Linked DNA regions of Ovis aries: region 1 is linked to region 2. The links are chromatin contacts, called in public Hi-C maps. All regions are on one chromosome and are shown on one strand. Each heading gives the region's core, a stretch centred on a gene start, on an enhancer-like site or on the middle of the called end of the contact. The rest is flanking DNA. Distances are from core to core; before and after follow the strand shown.

The links. A called contact is a pair of places that touch in the nucleus more often than the background predicts.
Region 1: a Hi-C map of liver shows a contact between it and region 2, with 2.6 times the contacts expected there. The contact joins the promoter of ANTXR2 here to the enhancer-like site in region 2. A contact is called at or near these places in 2 of 16 Hi-C or Micro-C datasets (liver and mesenteric adipose tissue).

What each region holds. Positions count from the first base shown.
Region 1 is chr6:95,479,569-95,483,269 of ARS-UI_Ramb_v3.0, reverse strand. ANTXR2 (ANTXR cell adhesion molecule 2) reads left to right here and starts at 2,138. Exons shown (of 17, transcript XM_004009939.6): 1 at 2,138-2,903; 2 at 3,560-3,631. The coding sequence starts at 2,752.
Region 2 is chr6:95,230,532-95,234,473 of ARS-UI_Ramb_v3.0, reverse strand. No RefSeq gene overlaps it. Among named protein-coding and RNA genes, the nearest start is that of ANTXR2, 250 kb to the left of the region's middle. Within about 2 kb of position 2,358, at least 10 of the 54 cell types and tissues checked have an H3K27ac peak or open chromatin away from gene starts, as enhancers often do. A contact at or near this core is called in liver, where this site is marked.

The DNA of each region.
Region 1 (3,701 bases), core at 889-3,388, 250 kb before region 2:
ACAATGGAGGATTTGTATTTCTTTCTAACAGAAGTGTTATCTTCCACTCCATCAGCCACTTGGCCCATCAGTACCCTATCAGGTAAGAAGTGGTAGGTCCAGTGGATGATTGTGGAATTTCCATCTCTAAGTGGCAGACATTTCCAAACTGAGGATCCACTTGTATTTACTGAAGTTCTTACCTGTTTCTATATTTATGATCAGACACTACAGAGATGCTGGTCCAAGGTACCATTTTATTGTGCCCTGGTACTGCACTAGTCTGCTAACTGGTTTTCTTGCTTTCATCCTTGCTGTCTCCAAATTCATTGTATCATATCAGCTATAATGATTTATAAAAAACATATAACAATTTATCCCCTTTCCCACCCCTAGAACTCCTTTAATGGGCTTCAGTTGCACAATATAAAATATTTGAATTCTTTACCACAGTTTATGAAGCACATATACTAGCTAGCCTCTGTCTGGCTCTCTTACTTCCTCTTTCTCATAAAACTTGAGTTACACTGTTTTTCTGTTTCTTGAATGTGCTAAGCTAATACTTCTGGAAAGTTGCAGTCACTGGAAATGTTTCCTCCTCTAGCTCTTGGAATGGCTACCTTCTTTGTTAGTCATTTAGTTGGTCTGTCTCTATCATATGACCGTATTTTAAATCTCTGTGAGCTACCTTCTCTATGGACATTTACTTATGTATTTCTGCCTGCTTTTCCTCCTCAACCAGACTGCAAGCTTCATGGAAACTGGGGCTTGTCATCTTATTCTGAGCTTTTACTCTAGGTCCTAGAACAGTGCCAGGCATATTGTTGTTGTTTTAGGCGCTAAGTTGTGTCCCACTCTTTTGTACCTCCAAGGACTTATAGCCTGCCAGGCTTCTCTGTCCATGGGATTTCCCAGGCAAGAATACTGAAGTGGGTTGCTATTTCCTTCTCCATGGGTCTTCCCGACCCAGGGATTGAACTGAGTTTCTTGCATGGGCAGACAGATTCTTTACCTAAAGCAGATACTAAGGTGATGGATTTCTGTCTTCAAACAGCTTGCAAATCTGGTTGTAGTCAAAGACAGTGTAAACAAAAAGTTAAATATGCACCACAACTATTCAAATTGCTGAGACAACATGTAATGTAGTACTATATGAACTTTTTATCATAAAGCCTTGACTTAATTCAAATGAAGAGGAGGTGACACTGAATGTTACTCTCAATCACTGGTGTGCATACCAGTGGGATTCCCTGGTGTCTCAGCCGTAAAGAATCCGCCTGCCATACTGAAAACTCAGGAGAGGAAGGTTCAATCCAGGATGGGGAAGATACCCTGGAGGAGGAAATGGCAACCCACTCCAGTATTCTTGCCTGGGAAATCCCATGGACAGAGGAGCCTGAGGAAGTACAGTCCATGGGGTCTCAAAAGAGTCGGACACAACTGAGCGACTAACATACCGATCAGATGGTTAGGCTCTAAAAGTCAGTTTCCACCGGCGGGGAGGCAGGTTGCGGTAGGAGCAGAGAGGAGAGGTTGAGTGCAGAATGAATGAGTAAGCAGAGAATCCAAAATGCCTGCAAACTTTTGCTCCTGTGCAAGTTTGGCAAGGGTGACCCAGTTGGCTCCGAGATGAAATTCTCAATATCTGGAGCTTGAGATGAATGTCAGTGGGATGCAATGTTTTGAGGTACAGCTGTTCATTCCTGAAGTTTCCCACCCTTACTCCCCCCCACCCCCAGAGAAGTTTCTAGTCTTAATGAGATGAAACAATGAGGTAGGTTCATTTAAGAAAAAGAAAAAAAAAAAAAAGAGGAAGTTGTCTACTTTAGATACCGGAGCAGCAAGTGCGCTTGTGATAATGGGGGTGAGGCAGAGAGAGGGGGTCATGCCCTTTCTCAGGACCGCTAGACCTCAGTCTCCCAACCCCGCCACGGGCTGCTCTGCACAGCTGCTGCAACAGGCCGAGCCTGCAGGGTACAGGAAGGGGGGTTGTTTAGTTTCTAGAGGACATCTGTTTTTCTAAACTACTTCTCTCCTTTCCAAAAGCTGGCAAGCCTTAGTCATCTCGGCTCGGCACGAACCCACAAGTGTGCGTGTGTGGCTCGGCTCAGGCCCCGCCCTCGGGCGCACACAGCCACCGCGGAGACCCGGCCGGATTGCGGTTCTGGCCTTGGCTGCGAGTGGCTTCTCCGGAGCCGCCCGGCCTCCTCCCCTAAAGAGGACGGCCCGGCCGCCGCGCGGTGCCAGAGCCGAGTACGAGGAAGAAAAGTTTGCAGTGCCGGGCGGAGGCGGGGAACCCGAACCGAGCGGTCCTCCGTTTTCAAGTGTACGCGGCGGCGGCCGCGTCCCGGGCGGCCCTCCTGGAGGACCCGAGCTCTGTAGCGGAGGCTGGAGGCTCGACCCGAGGCGGCGGAGGAACTTCTGCGAGCAGTCGCCGCGGGCCCCGGTGATCTGCAGGAACTCTCCGGAATCGGGAGGGGGAGGGCCGGATCGCTCTTCCACGGGGATTCGTCAAGAGTTCCGGCGGCAGCTGCGGCGGCGGCGGAGTCTCCCTTTGTCCTGCTAGGACCTCCCTCCTTCCCTGTCTCCCTCCCTCTGTCAGTCAGTGGGTCCCGCTGACCCAGGCGCCGGCGCCCTAAGGGACTCGCTATCCCCCCCACCTCAGGGTGCGTCCCTGGTCACTCCCACCACCCTAGCGTCGCCGCCGAGTGGAGCCGAGCCGAGCCGAGGGGGGCTGCGAGCAGGAGGGAGCCGCAGACCCCCGGCCGCAGGATGGTGGCGGGGCTCTCCCCGGCCCGCTGTCCCGGGCGCTGGCTGATCCCTGGGCTGTGGCTGCTTGCTCTCAGCGGTCCCGGGGGGCTGCTGAGCGCCCAGGAGCAGCCCTCCTGCCACGGAGCCTTTGATCTCTACTTCGTCTTGGACAAGTGAGTGCGGGAAAAGGGATCCAGGGTCTCCTGGGGAGAGTGGCCCTGGGTGGTGAGCTGTGGTGGGGGGAGGCTGAGCTGTCTGTGCGACCTGGGGAGGGGTGAGGGGCAACTCCGGTGATGGGCGCCCTGTTGCTATCTCTGTCCGAAAGGCGAGCGCTTTCGGATCTGTGCGGGCTGCGGGGTAATAGGAGGAGCCCGGAGCTGCTAGGCTCTCTAGGGACATGGGCAGTCACTGCTGGCCAGTGGCGGGGTTTCTTAGGAAATGGGAGTGCTGTCACTTGGGGTAACCTTCTGCGACCCTAGGACCCACATAAGACTCCTTCTGGGTCCCTCAGTCCTCAACGCCTCACGCTGGCTAAAGTTTGCCGGGTTTTATCCTGAGCACAGCACTTTCATTGTAGCTTGGCAGTCTAAAGTTAACGTACTCACTGTGGTTTGCATTTCCTTCTGAGGAAGGCTGTGTTTATTTGAAGAGCTGGGATCTTACTCCAGACAATTAGCAGGCAGGTGATCCCTGAAGATGGGTAGACTTCCTAGGTTCTTGTAGCACCTACCTTTCAGCTGCTGATACTGTTAACTTGGCTTGAAGAAGAGGTCAGGTTACACCCCTGTAACTGTGTTGTTTTTCTGATTCGTTCAATTTTCTTTTTCAGGTCTGGGAGTGTGGCAAATAACTGGATTGAGATTTACAATTTTGTTCAGCAACTTACAGAGAGATTTGTAAGGTATTTCTCCTACTTTCCTTTTCTAAGCAGGGAACTTTGAGGTGGAGGCAAGTAGACCAAAGGCCAGATA
Region 2 (3,942 bases), core at 1,109-3,608:
TAGTAGAGGCTGGCAAACAGAGATGAATAAGACCTGATTGCCACCAGCATAGTGTTGCAGTACACTGGTGATTTGCACCCAGAACTGCAACAATTGTCTTGGCATTGTTTTAGAGTTTTTAGATCACAAACCCTTGGAGCTTGTGATCAAAACTGCAAATCCTAATTTTAGGGGGAAGAATGTACCAGTGCACATATAAGCAGAATTTTACATGTCATTTCAAGAGATATTTTATTTCCTGAAGGTCATTTATGAAAATCCATATGGGAGTTTATCCCATTTTTAGAATCTTTGAGGTATATGTGGTACAACTGAAACAGTGAGCTGGTGTGTGTGTATGTGTGTGTGTGTGTGTGTGCATGCGTGTTTGCATGTGCAAATGTCTTAGTTTCTTTAGGACATTAAGATGGAAAAATATTTTCTAGGTGGGAGGAATGGCTTATGCCAAAGTAATGAGACATGATACAGCAGGGGAATTCAGGAAGTCAAGACAGTTTGGTCTGACACATTCCTAAGGTGGGAGATTAAGCCTTAGGAGAAGAGCTGAAAATAGCCTAGGGACTGGATCACATCAGGTTTTGTATATTGTATGGGTAGACCTGTCACTTTTCCTGAAGGATCGTATGTTACTCAGGGGAACAGAACTAAGGGACATGCTGTTTATCACAGAACACATAGAGAACATATTTGTTTGCTTCTAGCTGGTTGTTTATTGCTGATTTTCTCTCTTCTTGATTTTTTACTGCTTTCTTTCTTAAAAAAAAAAAAAGAAGTATATGCTACAAAGGAAGGATCTTGATACATACTATATCATATAATTTAAACTTTGCAGCAGTCTTGCTAGACAAGTTTATCTATTTTAACCACAAGAAAACTGAGATCAGAAAGGTAACTAATGTGATCAAGCCCACACAGCTAAACATGGCAGAACTGGAAACAGGACACCCCCCTCCTCATTTTTTTTTTCTGACTTCAGGTGCTATACTTTTCCCTCTAGGCTTACGACACTGAGACAGGTAAATTTTGTGTTGTGGGATAATTGATCATTTCTAGGCTAACGCAAAATACTCCCTTAAAGTAAGTTCAATTCAGTTCAGTTCAATCGCTCAGTCGTGTCCGACTCTTTGCGACCCCATGAATCACAGCATGCCAGGCCTCTCTGTCCATCACCAACTCCAGAGTTCACTCAGATTCACGGCCATCGAGTCAGTGATGCCATCCAGCCATCTCATCCTCTGACGTCCCCTTCTCCTCCTGCCCCCAATCCCTCCCAGCATCATAGTCTTTTCCAATGAGTCAACTCTTCGCATAAGGTGGCCAAAGTACTGGAGTTTTCAGTTATGTTATTAATTACACCCATAATTTTTAATTCAGCATTTAACACAGTAATTGGGGGGGCATTAATTTTTGAGGAAATAGAACTTATTTTTATTTTTCAGTGACCTTTCACTCTTACATACCCTGACTTTGGTTTTTATTTTGGTTCAGAGGAAGTTGGAGGAAGGCTTGTAGCTGGCATTGAACTGAACAAGTTGGACCAACTGGTAAAGGCTTGGAAGGGCTAAGACATGGATTACAAAGCCCTGGGAATTCCTCCAAACACAAATTCCAAGCAACGGACAAAATGATTGAACAACATAAAGAGAATTACACATTAAGAAGTTTCTAAAAAATGTTTTTTTACCTTTTTCAGGGGTAGCAAAATTATGTAATGACAGCCACAAAACAGAGAGGGCAATGGGGGCCAAAGGACAGGAGAAGCTCTTGATAGTCAACACAGAGTCCTCTCCAGCATCAAATGTGAGTTGACTCCTGTTAGCTTTGGTTTTGTTTTTTTGACATAATAGATTATTTCCAGAGGTCTTTCCAGAATTTCAGCCCAATTAACACAGGAACTCCTACTGAGATTTACCAGCCAGTTAAAGATTACAGGTTGTGAGGTGACAGAAAAATAAGGAAGTGATGCCCCTGAGTCCATGTTGGTTGTGGTAAGATTCAGGGAGAGTAGACTTAGCTGTGGCACTCTGACATTAGATGAGTCCAGGGTGCTCAGAATCCAACAGAGAAAGAAAAGTGATTGAAGATGTGAAAGGGAGGAGGCTTCCGTAGATTCATCTGGCTTACTCCATACTTGTGCTGAGGGCCTGCTCTGAATACAGCACAATGAGGTTCCTCACTTGGGGAAATAATTTATAGTGAGACATTGAATCATAGTCACAAGAGAGGGGGGAGAAACGGTCAAGGGCATCTCCCCGTGTTGCATAAATGGCAGGGAAGCAGCCCTGGAACAGAACGCGTTGAGTGCAGTTTGTGTACCCTGACCAGAAGAACAGCCTTTAACCCCATCAGCCCAGATCTGGTCAGGTCACACTCTGTTTATGTGAAAGTTTCTGTGAACTTTCTGGCAGGCTTTCCCCTCAGCTGGATCCCAAGCACAGTCCCATTTCACAGCCTTGCATCATTTTCTCGGAACCGGGCCAGGTAGAGAGGGAACAGCTGGGAAGAGATGATTGTAAAAAGCCCCAAGGATTCTACAGAGGGTCCAGAAATCCCCTTCACTAAAGAAATGTAAGGAGCCCGAGGGCATTTTCATAAAACACAATGACAGTGTGAGAAGAAAGACACAAAATGCAAGCTGATTGGCGTGACCGCATTGCAGGGCAAAAGATGTTTGTCAAGAGGCTAAAAGTTTTTTGTATATTTCTTAACATTTGAAAACAGACATGTTCACGAAAACCCAGGAACAGATAATCTTGATTCAACCACAGGACATAAAGTCACACAACAAATACATAAACTCCTACTCTATTTCATAATTGAAATACATATTTTAAAGACTCTTTCAATTGCTCAATGCCACTGCACTCACAATGACTCATTTAAAAAAAATGTCACTTTCTAAAATGACTCTTTAGTAGATTGCCAGTGGATCTATAACATGAAATAAAATTATTTTAAGAGGATATCTGTTTTTATCATTTATTCTATTGCTCTCAATAGAAAACCATTATTACTAAAGTATATCTTGAAGAGATATGATGCCATTTCCCCCCATATTTTGGTTATTTGAATATATTTCATTGCTGTTTCATGACTTATAAGCTGGGTATGATTGTGAAACTTTGAATTGTTGCTGAGCCCATGTAATTACAGCTACAAAAAAAAGAGAAATCATAAGAATCTACCTGACACAGTTGTTTGAGAATTAAGTGGAATAATATATGTAGTGCTTAGCAAAAAGCTGGGACATAGAAAGTGCTCAGTAAGTGCTGGCAATAATAATTTTATCATCACATCATTACTCATTTAAATTCAGGTTAGTCAGAGAATAGACCAATTTTGAAATGATAAATTTTATATTTGAAGATAGCTTATAACTTCTGATTATTAACTTAATGTAATAACGCTATTGCCTAATTTGAAAATGTACAAAAACCCCTCCAAATCAGCTTGGTAAGGGAGCCATATATACAGAGAGAGAGGTTTGTTAAATTATTTTTAAATTTAAAAAAATCCAAGTTTAATTTTCAGGCATGATAATGTTTGACTTGTGGCCAATCTAAAAACTTCAATGATTGAAATTTCTTGACAGTTACATTTGCACTAAACATTTGATGTAATCTTTAAATCTAATACGCCAACATAGAGTCTCTGATGTTTTCAGTACAGTTCCATTCAGTCACTAAGTTGTATCCGACTCTCTGAGACCCCATGGACTGCAGCATGCCAGGCTTCCCTGTCCATCACCAACTCCTGGAGCTTCCTCAAACTCATGTCCATTGAGTCAGTGATGCCATCCAACCATCTCATCCTCTGTTGTCCCCTTCTCCTCCTGCCTTCAATCTTTCCCAGCATCAGGGTCTTTTCCAACAAGTCAGTTCTTTGCATGGCCAAAGTATTGGGGTTTGGCCTTCCAAATGAATCAGTCCTTCCAATGAATAT